2 separate regions of the Pan troglodytes genome follow, and region 1 is linked to region 2. Evidence: chromatin contacts called from public HiChIP or PLAC-seq data. All regions are on one chromosome and are shown on one strand. The core of a region is the stretch at or near the end of the contact, and the rest is flanking DNA. Distances in the headings are between cores, read along the strand shown.

Region 1 (6,324 bases), core at 541-3,040, 200 kb before region 2:
CCATAAGCTCTGAAACCTGCCGCCCATTAACTCAACCAAAAGTTACAAACCAGCATCATTCACACCACCCCAGCCCCAGTACCTGCTCCGGAGGCCAAGGGCCCAGAGGTCGCCAGACACAAGGCCAGGCACTGGGCAGTTTGGGTTATCTTGTTAGCAAAACTGGGTTCCATTCCCCTTTACTTAAAAAATACATAAAAATATACATTGGGTTTCAAAAATAAGAAAAAGCATCTCCAGACAAAAAAGATGATCTTCATTTTTAAAACCCATGACCCACTCTCGGGAAGGTGTTCCTGTGCTCTGGGCCTGGGGACGCTGGTGCCACCAGATTCCAGGATGGCCAGGTGGACCCGGGGCCAGTGCGCCCAGCCTTCCTTCTGTGCTGTTCTGTGGGCCCCCAGCCTGCCCTGCCCACAGAGCACGGCAAGCAGGTGGACCCCAGACCCGTGACAGAGAGCCACCTGGACATGCCAGGCCACAGCACTGGGCCACCTTTCCAGTGTGAAACAGGGCTTTAAAAGCCAGCGCTGAGCTCGGCCACCTCTTGACCTTCTGAACGGCTGTGGTTTCCAAACACAGATGGACAACCGGGCCGGGCGCAGGGGTGGCCTACTCACCTGGGGGCGAACTCCTTCTGGCACATGGGGCAGCTGCGCAGGGCCGCGGCACCCTCCACAGACGGCTGCTGCTCCACCCTGGGGGCCCTGCAGGGATCAGGTGCCGGGCGCTGGGGCAGGGACCTGGCGGGGGATTCCAGGTGCCCTCCTGCCCCGTGAAGCAGCCGGTAGGAACGGCCCGGGCCCCACAGGTCCGGCGGAAAGGGTGTCCAGGAAAAGGTCTTGGTTCCGACAGTGAAGACTTCAGTGGGCTCCGGGCCGCACCTGGGCTCCTGCAACACAGAGTTGTTGGGCCTTGCCCAGCGGTGGCTCCCGCCCTGGAAACCCCTCCACCGCTACGATGGGCCCGGTGGGCACACCTGTCCTGGGAAGGCGGGCAGTGAAGGCACCTCGTGATCCAGGATCAGCTCCGGGCTCACCGTGCGCAGTAGCTCGGCCCAGAGCCGCTCCCGCTCCTCACCCCCCAGGAGAAACCAGGGGCGGCCGCCAGAAGGCCTGGGGCAGACAGAGGGGGCAGACAGAGAAGGCAGACAGGGGGTACTCAGTAGGGGAAACGCTATGGTGGGGGAGACCCGGGAGGGCCTGGGGCAGAGACAGCGGGGAGATGGGGGGTACTAGAGGGAAATTCGATGGTGCGGGAGGTGGCCGGCAGGGTTGGGGGAAGGGCTGCTGGGGCAGACAGTGCGGAGATGAGGGGTACTGGGGGTGGGGGAGCGGGGTGGGTGGGTGGAAATATGGGGTCCTCAGCGGGATGAGGCGATGGTTGGGGAGATTGCGGAGGGCCTGGGGAAGATAGAGGGTTAGATGGGGGGGTGCTCAGGGGAGACGCGATGATGGGAGAGGCGCGGGAGGGCCTGGGGCGGCGCGGGGGAAGCTCGAGGTGGGGTGGGGGCTCAAGGCGGGCGCTGAATGGCGGCGCGGGGTGGGGCGACGGGCGTGGGGGCCGGGCCCGGGGGCAGGGAGCCCTCCCCACGGGACGAATAGAGCGGGAGGCCCGCGGGGGCGCCGGGAAGCACGTGGGAGCGGGAAAACCGGCCGCGCCCCCGCCCGGCCCCCGGCCTCACCCGCCCGCCGCGGGCGGCCTCCGGCGGCTCAACCCCAGCCGCGGCCTCCGCGCCGCCTCCATCCAAGCCCGCGCCGGGCGGAAGTGAGCGCAAGCCCCGCCCCCGCCCCTCCAGGCCCCGCCCCCGCCCCAGGCCCCTCCTCCAGACCTCTGCAGTGAGGCCGCCCCCCTCCGAGGCAGTCGGAACCCCAGGGGCCCTGATCCCAGCCTGTAGGGAAACTGAGGCCAGGGTTCCTTCGTCCTGCACCGCACAGGGGGGCCTGGCGTGAGGGTGGGGGGCCCAGGTGGGGGAGCCCCGCCCGTGTCCCCTTTCCCGTCCGGGCAGCCCCCGGGCCGGAGCCCCCTCCGTTACCCCGATGGCTGCCCGGCCCGCCCCGGCACCTGCCTCCTCCCGGCTGCACCCAACAGCTCCCGCCCCCGTTTCCGGCTCTGCGGAGCCGCCTCTCCTCCCAGGACCATTCCAGGAGTAAATAAAGCTTGAAATCCGCCGTCGCCACCACCGTTTCTTTACAAAAGGCGGGGAACTCAAGCTCCTTAACCAAGAAACCAGAGGCGAAGTGACAAAGTCCAGGTGACTCACTTGGGCCTCAGGGGCCTGGGCCAGGGGCCTGGGCCAGGGCCCTGGGGGCAGCTGAGGGGCTTTCCTGCCTGGACCCCGGGCTCTGCGACCTCAAAGTCGGCCACGTGGTGGCAGCAGCTGCCCAGGCACCCTGGTGCCACACTTGGCTGTGCCCAGTGCCCCATGGGCCCAGGCCACTTGCCTCTCCCTCGGCCCTGCTGGGCCCTGGAGTGGCTGCCACCCTCACGGAAGGAGTGGGGTCTACAGAGATCAGGGTCAGGGGCCCTCACCAGACGCCACTCGGGGCTCTGGGACTCCTTGGCAGTTTCTGCCCTGCCCAGCCCCAGAAGCTTTGGGGCTATGCTGGGCACCCCTCCTGCAGGGCTCCCTGGCTGTTCCTACCCCTCACCTGGCCCCTCCCAGCCCCCAGTCGTCTGTGCCCTCCCTCCAGAACTCAGCTGTGGAGCCCGGCCCTGAACCCAGGCCACCCGAGTGGCCCACCGTCCTTCAAGGGGCCCCAGCCTGGAGGCCATGGGTTGGTGTTCAGGGAAAGGGTCAGCAGCAGGGCCTGGACTGGGAGGTCCCCCTCTCCCTGCATGAGTGGTTTTCTTCCGCACACGTTCCTGCTCTAGATGCGGGAGGCCCCCAGCAGAACAAGATGGAGGCACCAACCCCCAGGCCCTGCGACTTGAGTGAGCAGATGGAGATGCAGTGCTGAGTGCTGCCCGGGCAGGGGGAGGGGGCCTGGGGGAGCTGCTGCAGGCAGTGTGGTCTCAGGGGGCCCTGTGGGAGGTAGCCTGTGGCTGGGCCTGCTCTCAGGCGAGAGAAGCCCAGCCGTGGGGTCTCCGCAGCCCCACGTCCAGCAAATGGCAGGTGCCAGCTGACCAAGCGCTCTCAGACAGCCAGTGTCCAGGGCTCCCCGACAGTCCTGGCTGCCCTGGCTTCAGCTCCGAGCTTCTGGGTCTTTCCTGGAAATGTCACCATGGTCTGCAGGAGGGCCTTGGGTACTTCCAGGAAGACTGGTCCCAGCCTCCCAAGACAGGAGAAAAGGCCAGGCCCAGCAGCCCATGCCTGTAATTCTAGGACTTGGGGAGGTCCAGGCAGGCAGATTGCTTGAGCCCAGGAGTTTGAGACCAGCCTGGGCAACATGGCAAGACCTTGTCTCTATAAATAAAAAATTAGCTGGGCATGGTGGCATGTGCCTGTGGTCCCACCTACTTGGGTGGCTAAGGTGGGAGGATCACCTGAGCCCAGGGAGGTGGGGGCTGCAGTGAGCCAAGATCGTGCCACTGCACTCTAGACCCCAACTCAAAAAAAAAAAAAAAAAATAGGCCAGGTGTGGTGGCTCAAGCCTGCAATCCCAGCACTTTGGGAGGCCAAGTCGGGAGGATCACTTGAGGCCAGGAGTTTGAGACCAGCCCGGCCAACATGCAGAAACCCCATCTCTACTAAAAATACAAAAATTAGCCGGGCATGGTGGTGCACACCTTTAATCCCAGCTACTTGGGTGGCCGAGGCACGAAAACCACTTGAGCCTAGGAGGCATAGGTTGTGGTGAGCCAAGATCGCACCACTGCACTCCAGCTTGGGCATCACAGCAAGACTCTGTCTCGAAAAACAAAAAAAGACAAAGGAGAAAAGCCCTTGGTGACAAGTGTTTGCTCAGCTCTCTGCACCGTGCTGGGGGTGGGGGGGGGGTGTTCTTGCTCCTTCCTCTCCCTTCCCCACTCTGGCTCCCAACCCCAGGGTTCTGCTGTTGGACCCGGGGGTGGCTCCTGCCTCCTCCTCCTCTACGGCCCCCACATGGTCCAGTGCCCTCCTGCCACGGGACCGGCTGGCCTCCGGATGGGCTCTGAGCCCCTGGGACCCATCTCCTTCCCTGCCTGGGTCCCTTGGGCAGAGCCTGGGAAACTCAGGCCCCTGCCCTGTCCTGGAGGACCATGTGAGGGACACCTGTGTGTGGCTGCTGCCCCAGAACAGGGGCCTTTCTGGGCGGGAGGACCCAGCCCCCACCCCTGGAAAGCCAAACACTAGAGCTTTGCTGGGGTCTTCAGCATCCTTCCAGCCCCTCCCGGCTCCCCCATGCAGGTTCCCTGGCCACTGGGCCCAAGAGGGGCAGAGCCGAGCAGAAGCAGGGTGGGGTCTCGAGTGACCCAGACCCAGGACACCTGCGCTGCCCGGCTGGCGCAGGCTGCTTGGGAAGCTCTCGCTGCGGGTGCCCCAAGGGTAGGAGGCACGGGCCTACAGGGGACCTCAGGGCTGGCTGAGCCTGGCTCCAGCCTGCAGCACTGAAGCTGGGGGGCCCCCATCCCCTTGAGTCTTAGCCACCCCAGTGGGCCTCATTTACCCTTGGCCACCAGGGAAGAGGAGCCAGGGCCCCAGGCCAGTGCCATGGGGCAGAAGGCAGGGCCTCTGGGCCTGGTGCTTTGGGGACGCAGAGGCAGCACAACGTGTCACAGTTGTCCTCCTGGGGGCTCTTCCCCTCCGGTTTATCTGCTGCTCTGGATTAATCTCCCCTCCTCCCATGTCACCACTGGGGAGGGGGCAGTGGGGCAGGCCCCTGTGACCTACAGCCAGGGATAAGTCCACAGAGAAAGGCACTGGGGTGACCTCTGCTCTGGGCACGTGGCGGGTGCCTCCACTTATCAGGAAGCCTGACCCCCAATCCCCTCCCGCCTGACAGCTTCCCGACAGCTGCCTGCCAGCCGAGGGCCTGGAAGGGGACCGGCCACTCAAGACTCTCAAGACAAGGAAGCGTGTTCACCTCCAACAAACATACCTTGTCCTGCCTGTCCTCAAGTTATCAGTACGACACAGCGGTGCTGGTGATGGTGGTGGTGGAGGTTTCAAAGTTGAACCTGATGAAAACGCTCCACTTCTTCGGAGCCATCTGCTGCTGTGGTGACGGAGTTTTGCTTTATTGGAAAATAATTTCTGGTTGGGACTGACACGTGCACAGTGGAAATGAGTTTTTTTCTAAGCCAAAATTCATGTTTACAAAAGAACGTTTCAGCTGTGGGAGTTTGCATCCCAGGCACAGCAGAAGGTGCTCGAGTGGGTGGGGGCATCAGAGCCACCCATCTCCTACTCCCGCACCTGCAGACCGGTGGGCTAGGAGGCCCCTTACCCTCTGTGGCAAAAAAGGACACATTTATGGATGATGAATCAGGCCCCAGCCCACTGAGCTGGTTTCAGAAGCCAGGCTGGCCGTAGGTCAGGGAGCCAGGCCTCTCCAACTCCTTCCACCGCGGAAGAACAAGTGTCCCAGCCACTGGCATCCTCAGAGTCACCCAAATGATCATCTCTGCCCAGCGCTGACACCCTGCAAATCAGGCTAAGACAGCGGTGACGGGCCCTGAGGCTGGCAGGCCTAAGCAGCCCGGTGGCCGTGCACCCTCCCAATTTCCAAGTGAGACCTGTGGCCGACAGGCACCCTGGGCACATGCTGAAGGCACTGGGCTGCCTCCACCCCTTCCCACGTGGCTAAATGGCCCAGCACCCACGCACGGTGCCCTGACAGTGCTCACCTGCTGGCAAGGACAGCCAAAAGGCCCGGGCAGCCTTCTGACGCAGCCAGGAACTGGGCTGTGCTCCACCACACCTGCTGGCCCGTGGATGCCAGGCAGGCACGCCCACCCATAGCCAGATGTGGTGGCATTTATGGGATACGGGAGTGCCAGGCAGACAGGCTGTGAGAGACAGTTGCCTGGGAAACATCGCCAGATCTTTGGGGCAGCAGAGCAGGTGCTCGGGCCCACACATGGGGTGCAAGAGTAGGGGTGTGCCTTGGTGCCCTTGGGCACCGACAGCCTCCTCACAGCCTCAGTGGCGGGGTCATGGCACAGGCCTGCCCCTGACCCCAAGAACCGGAAAGCCAGGAGCAGCTGGGGAGGGCCCTGGCCCGGGAGAGACAGCGGTCCTGTTTCTGAACCCCATCCCAGCCATGGCCTGTGTCTGGGCCAGCATCCCCGACCAGATGGGGCCAGCCGCCCTCTCTCAAAGTCCCCAGCACCCCTTCAAGAAGTATCCGGTTCACACCCTCCCACAGCCTGTCCTCCATCCCCACGTGTCGGGCTCAGCCC
Region 2 (6,888 bases), core at 3,317-5,816:
TTCCGCGGTAGCGGATGACAGAGCTGCATCAAGCGCCACAGGACCCGCTGGGCATACTGGTGTATGCCGGGCATAGGACATGGCCTGGGGGTGTGGAGAAGAGGGCATGGGCCCCCTACCTCCTTTCCCACCCTCTGAAGTCAGGCAGGCCCTCTCGGAGGTTCCTGAACCTGAGTGGACGTAGGATTCCATGTCCTGAAAGCGCCCACCCTCACAGCACCCGGCTCCTGTGGGCGCCAGACCTTCCCGCATGCCGTGGGAGACCTCCCCTTCGTAACATCCGCCGGCTTTGTACTCCATGACGCCGTAGCCTTGAGGCTCTCCCAGAACAAACTGTCCAGAGAAGGTGTCTCCTGCATGTGGACAAGGAGGAGGGGAGACAGGAGGTTCAGTTCGGGGCTGCGGCCCCAGTCGGCTCTCCTCTGTCCCTGACCCATGACACGCAGGAACCATTCCAGAATGGACGTCCCTGCCTCATCATACTACTCAGTCTGGTTCATGAGGGAAAACATGGTAAGCAGGTCTGGTCTCCCCAACAGCTGGGCATGCAGACAGCCCCAGGCAGACACTCTCTGTGGGCATCTATCCCGAGGGCAAAGGACCCTCTGGTCGGTTTGCAGGGTGAAGGGTGAGCTTTTTCCCTGGCTCTTTAAAAACTGAAAGCCAAGCCTGAGAGAAAACACCTCCACTGAGAACCCACCGACCCCTCTGGCGTGAGGGTCTGAGGTTCCTGGACACACAGCTCCCGGCAACGAGTCCCCAGAGCTGGTTTCCCATCTAGGGATTCAATGTGGCTGAAATAGCTTTAAATAAAAAAGAAATAGTGTAACTTGGCACAGATAAATCTTTATTCTAGAAAAGTGTCTCCGGAAGCCTGAGTTGCTCTCAGTGGTGACCACAGAGCCTCAGTCAGGTCCCCAGGGCTTCTCGGTAGGCCAGGCCCCTCACGGCACAAAGCTTCCCGTCTACATGTCACGCCTTCTGCGTCTAGACTCGGGGGACCAACTGAGCCCGAGGGGTTATGAGAAAGGAGTGAATGTGCCATCCCGGCTGGAGCTCACCTGACCCGGCCCAGTGCCGGCGGCCTTCTCCCATGATCTCTCCGTCCACAAACGCCCCTTCGTAATAACTGCCATCTTTAAATAACAACTTCCCGTGACCTGGCAGGAGAAATCGTCATGTGAACTCAGACAGTGGTTGGGTTGACTGCGAATGACACTGTGCAGTGTTGGGCCTGTTTCTCAGAACGAAGAGCTTGGCTTCAAAACTTGTGTTTGGCTCCATCACTCATGCTGTACATGTATTTAAAAATAAAAAAATGTTCTCAAAAATATCTGCTGAAACACACCTGAGCGGCCGGCGCCTTCAGCCAGAACAAGTACAGGAATTGAAGTGCAGGCAGCCAGCCTGAGCAACACGGAGAGACCCCGTCTCTACACAAAATTTTAAAAATTAGCCAGGTGTGGTGGTACGTGTTTGTGGGTCCAGCTGCTCAGGAGGCTGAGGTGGGAGGATCCCTTGAGTCAGGAGGTTGAGGCTGCAGAGAGCCATGATTGCGCCACTGCACTCCAGCCTGGGCGACAGAGCAAGACTGTCTCAAAAAAAAAAAAAAAAAAAAAAAAAGAGAGAGAAAAGAAAACTGGGCAGAGTGGCTGGGCGCAGTGGCTCATGCCTGTAATCCCAGCACTTTGGGAGGTCGAGGTGGGTAGATCACCTGAGGTCAGGAGTTCGAGACCAGCCTGGCCAACATGGCAAAACTGCATCTCTACTAAAAATACAAAAATTAGCCGGGCGTGGTGGCAGGTGCCTGTAATCCCAGCTACTCGTGAGGCTGAGGCAGGAGAATCACTTGAACCTGGGAGCCGGAGGTTGCAGTGAGCCGAGATGGCAGCATTGCACTCCAGCCTGGGCAACAAGAGCAAAACTCTGTCTCAAAAAAAAAAAAAAAAAAAGAAAAGAAACAAAACTGGCAGAGAGCAGATACAAAACTGCGTGGGAGGAGCACAGTGGCAAGAACGTCCACACCACCGAAGGTTCACGGCACTTGCCTGGGGTTGGTGGGGGTACAGGTGTTATCGACTTTATACTTGCTTTTTTTGTTCTGTTTTGAGATGGAGTCTCTGTCACCCAGGCTGGAGTGCAGTGGCACAATCTCAGCTGACTGCGACCTCTGCCTCCTGTGTTCAAGGGATTCTCCTGGCTCAGCCTGCCAAGTAGCTGGGATTACAGGTGTGCCTTACCACATCCAGCTATTATTGTCTTTTTAGTAGGGTCAGGGTTTCAGCATGCTGGTCAGGCTGTTCTGGAACTCCTGACCTCAAGTGATCCGCCCACCTTGGCCTCCCAAAGTACTGGGATTACAGGCGTGAGCCACTGTGCTTGGCTTGACTTTACACTTTCTTTCTTCTATTACTTGGATTTACTACAAGAGTAGGTTCTCTTTATAATCGGAAATAAACCATAAAGCCAGTTTTCAGTCTGGAAAAGACAAATGAACTCAACCTCTAGGGAGAATTTCAAAGTCGCAGCTTCCTTTGCTAAAGGTGGCCCTCCAGGGGGGTCTCCCAGGCCTCTGTTTCCCCTGCCCATCCGGCCTTACCCTGAGCAGCCAGGGAAGCACCAGGGTACAATGGGCTCGAAAGCTACAGGAAATGCCACTTGCCCACCCAACCTCCCGGGGAGAAACTGGTTTCATCAGCTGTGGGGCAGCAGCTGCAAGAAGAGACCACAGAGGCTTCTCACCGTGCTTCCTCCCTGCTTTCCATTCTCCTTCATATCGAAAGAAGGAATTTGGGTATACGTAGACACCATAACCTGAGTATTGAGAAGACATACACAGGTAAGCACAGACACAGAGATGAGGGATGCTCTCCAGTGCTGAAGGAGGGAGTGCAGCTCCCTTGAGGGCCTTCAAGGGGTTGGTACACGTCACCTTCAGCAGACCAGAGGCGACCTGTGGGGCTCATGAGCTCTCCTGTCGACTGTTGGGCCATTCATTTGCTCATTTGTTTATGTGACAAGGATGAGGACCTACTTGGTGCAGAGAAGACAGGCCCAGTAAGAGGGCTGGCTTGAAACAAGTGCAGGTCCTTGAGAGACCAGAGGTGCTCGGGAGGTGGTGAGGGGCAGGTTGGGAGCCTTGTTGCAGGAGATGAGTGAGCCAGGGGAAGGCAGAGCAGCAGTGTCAGTGAGGCACACAAGGGAGGAGCAGACTCTCCCATCCCCTGCTGTGGCCCTTCAGTGGCCTCCTATCGCTGGGGAGAAAATCCACACTCATACCCAAGGACGGCCTGGCCGGCTTCATCTCCTCCTAGTTGCTGGGTGTGCCACCCGCCAACTCCTGCAGTTCCAGGAATGGGCAGGGCTCCCTCCCTACCAGCTCCTCAGGCACATTTTGGGGGCAGGGTTTATGGGAAAATGTCGGGGAGGAGGGCAGGGGGTTACTACAGGCTACTGTATCTGTCCCAAATCAGGGTCAGGTTCTACCTGAAGATACTAGTGTTAGCTCTGAGTTCATTCCAGACCCGTTTATTTGATTCTAGAAACAGTTCCTATCAAAACCTGCTCTTTTTTTTTTTGAGACTGAGTCTTGCTCTGTCGCCCAGGCTGGGGTGCAGCGGCGCGATCTCGGCTCACTGCAACCTCCGCTTCCTGGGTTCAAGCGATTCTCCTGCCTCAGCCTCCCGAGTAGCTGGAACTGCAGGAGGCACCACCCCCGGCCAATTTTTGTATTTTTTAGTAGAGACGGGGTTTCGCCATGTTGGCCACACTGGTCTCGAACTCCTGACCTCAGGTGATCCACCCGCCTCGGCCTCCCAAAGTGCTGGAAGTACAGGCAAAAACTGCTTTTGAAACGCGTCCTAGCGTTTCTGGACAGCACCGGCCAGGAAGTCAGGAGGCTTGGTGCTGCTCCTGCGCCTGCCCTCGCCCCACGTCCTGGGCTTCGGGATCCCCATGGCAACCCCAGGTCCCGCTGGTTGTGAGGCTGCGGCCGGAACCCGGTCTTCCCTGCTAGGAGCCCGCGGGGGGCGACCCCCTGCAGGGCTTGGCCTGCTGCGGGAGGAGGGCTCGGGGAAGGGTGCGAGCCGGGCCCGAGGAGGCGCACGGCGAGTCCTGTGGGAGTGGGGGACGCGGGGGCGGCCCTGGCTCCGCCGCGGCACCTGGACCTCTACTTTCCGAGGTGAGCATTTGGGGGTCGAGGGCGTAGAGCGATCGCACCCTGAATGGAGCCCAGGGCAGCCAGCGACCTGTCCCGTGGCCCGCAGTCGTTACCGTCCCGGGGCGGCCGCCTAGGCGGGTCCCGACGCGGCCCGCGGGAGCTCGGGGTGCCCTCGCCAGCCGCTGCCATCTTGCCGCCGAGGGTTCCCTTAGCGACCAGCAACGCCCGCTTCCATTGGTCTTTGTCGCAAGGAGGGGTGTGGCCACGGGCCTAGTCCCTGAGCCCGCGCAATCTCTGGAGCGAAGCTAGCCGGGCCCGGAGCCAGAGGACGCAGCTGCGCCTGTGCGCGTTTCCGCCGCTGTCGTCTCTTCCGCCGAGAGGCCCGCCCGCCAACGGCCTGCGCGTCTGAGCCGGAAGCGGAAATGGTTGGAGCCCTTGGCCCCGCCCTCGCGCCATCTTGGGGGCCCTGGAGGCGGCGCCGCGGAGGACGGAGCGGAAGTGCTCGCTGCAGCTTCCCGGAGCCGGAGCGCAGCGCCTGCGGCCGCCCGTGCCCCGCCGTCCTCCTTCCCGCGGCCGTGAGGGAGACCGCGGCTCGGCCGTAGCGGAGCTGCGAGGTGCCAGGAAGGGCTGCGTGGCGCGGGAACGGCCGGGCAGCGCCGCCTCCGCTCCTTCCGGGCTGTCAAGGCCGCGGGCGGGCGGGCGGGGCCGCGCTGAGGGCCGGGCGGGGAGGGCCGTCGGGGCCCGGGTGGCCGCGGGGACCGTGTTCCCGACCCGCGGCCCTGAGGGGTACGGGTCGCGCCTCGGGGTCGGGCCCGGGACGGGGTGCTGGGGGGTGCGGCGGAGCCCTGGGGCCTGCGAGGGTCGGGGGAGCGGGAGAGGGGCCGGGCGGGGGCTGCAGCCCTCGAGCCACCCGGGCCGCATCTCGTCCGCATCCCCTGCTTGGCATCTGGGGGAAGCGGGCAGTCGCGGCCCCCACAGCGCTGCGAGTTGGGCTGTATTCCAGAGTAATGTGCCCTCTCCCCATCCTGCGTCCAGGTCAGCGCTTATCTGTAGGATTTAGTGTTAAGCTCTGGGGTGAAGGCGTTACTGACGGGCTGAAGGGAAACTAGTTACATCGGTTTTGATCGTATTCTAAATAGGCAATAAAATCATAAATTTTCCAGGCTGACTTAGTACTGGTCTGTGGCCCCACTGATAAAGGTATCGTTCGTTTCTCTGCCAGGTGTCTTACAGCACAGAGGGCTGCTTTCAGCCTAAGTACCTTCAGTGGGCTTTCGCCCTTTTCCCTTTATGAAGAGTAGAGACTGGCCGCTAGTCCTGGAAGCACTTTATTTTTGGTTGAGTTGACATTTCCCAGGAAGATGCAGTTATCCCCGTAAGTGGATAAAGGGTTCTCAGTAATTCAGACTCTCACATGGCTTCTGCCGTATGCCTGAGGTGACGGCGACGGCAGTAACAGTGTGTCAGAGCCAGGTGGAGATATAAGATGGTCAGGCCCAGAGGAGGGGGGAGCCCAGGCTGGAATGTGGCCTTGGGAAGAAGGAAGAGACGGGGTCTGGGAGGGCATTTCAGAGGACTGAACAACACCAGAGGCGTGAAGCTTGGTGCACGGCAGCCGGGGGCTTTCTTAGTCCCGGAGGAATTGGGGATGGGGACGTGAAGAGAAAGGCGGGACCCAGACTGTCAATGCTCCCGGACGCCAGGCAGAGGACTTCATCCTTTCCACGTGCAGAATGATGGACCACAGATGTGGATGAATGTGACAGGCCTGGAACAAGGCACATAGAGAGTCTTACACTTTCTGGCACGTCCTCATGGTCTCTGCTTGGACTGGTTTTATCTCCCTTTCTGTTTTGTTTGTGACCAGGCATAAAGCAGTCACCTTCAACAGGTAATTGATGGGCTGTCTACTATGTAATGGACTTCCAGGTGGCAGGGCCCAGCCCCGAACCAGACAAGGGACCCCTCAAGGAGCTTCATTCTAGCAGGAGAAAATTGAGAAGTAAACCAGAAAGGTATCAGGAAACAGTTGTACACAAAATAAAAATAGGGTGATGTGATGTAAGGGACTGGGGGTCAGTGTGGGCGGTAACGGAGGCCTCTGAAGAGGAGGTGGCCTTCAAACTGAGCGGAGAAGAGGACTGCAGGGGGGGCAGCTGCTGTGAGGGCTGGCCCTGATCCAGGAACAGGGCTGGCACTGCCTTGCCCGGCTCCAAGGGTGCTCCATGGGCTGCCCACTGATTCCTCACGAGAGCCTCGTGGAGAAGGCATGAGAGGTGCTGTTGTCCCATTTCACAGACTGGAACCTGAGGCATCCTGGAATAGCCTGTCCTAGTCACACTGGCAGAGAGTGGTAGAGCCAGGATCTGAAAGCAGGCCGTTGGAGTCCAAAGTTCACGTTCTTGCTCCTGCTGCCCTGCCTCAGGCTATTCCTGGCAATGCGTTCAGTCAGGGTGCAAGCTGTGTTTAGTATACGTGTGTGTTTGGTATACGTGTTGTGTGTGTCAGACAAGCAGAATTGGCTGATGGCGTTTTGAGTAGGTTTTCTACATGTTCAGTTGGAGAGTGAGAAGTTCTGAGCTTTGCCTAGAGAACACCCTTTGGCGGGAGAGCTGGGTATTTTCTCCCTGACATTACTCTCATCACCTCCAGTCCAGTAAAAGTGCTTTAATGGGAAACAGTCTGAGTAAAACAGGGAAACTTACAAGGAGCTATAGGACGAACAATGT

The links. HiChIP or PLAC-seq counts read pairs in DNA pulled down with a chosen protein or histone mark.
Region 1: an H3K4me3 HiChIP or PLAC-seq map of stem cell-derived excitatory neurons shows a contact between it and region 2, with 7 times the contacts expected there. The contact joins the promoter of FAAP20 here to the promoter of MORN1 in region 2. A contact is called at or near these places in 5 of 7 Hi-C or Micro-C datasets (blood, induced pluripotent stem cells, a lymphoblastoid cell line and 1 more), 1 of 1 datasets of contacts at active chromatin or transcription factors (stem cell-derived excitatory neurons) and 1 of 1 other capture datasets (stem cell-derived neural stem cells).

Annotation. Positions count from the first base shown.
Region 1 is chr1:229,803,182-229,809,505 of NHGRI_mPanTro3-v2.0_pri, reverse strand. FAAP20 (FA core complex associated protein 20) reads right to left here and starts at 1,790. Exons shown (of 4, transcript XM_016952481.3): 1 at 1,685-1,790; 2 at 980-1,115; 3 at 621-892. The coding sequence starts at 1,746. It overlaps LOC101059452, which reads right to left. Exons shown (of 12, transcript XM_016948842.4): 12 at 6,260-6,324.
Region 2 is chr1:229,601,402-229,608,289 of NHGRI_mPanTro3-v2.0_pri, reverse strand. It overlaps MORN1 (MORN repeat containing 1), which reads right to left and starts at 4,566. Exons shown (of 14, transcript XM_016952519.4): 1 at 4,219-4,566; 2 at 2,743-2,814; 3 at 1,062-1,160; 4 at 243-353. The coding sequence starts at 4,348. It overlaps RER1 (retention in endoplasmic reticulum sorting receptor 1), which reads left to right and starts at 4,099. Exons shown (of 7, transcript XM_016952566.2): 1 at 4,099-4,180.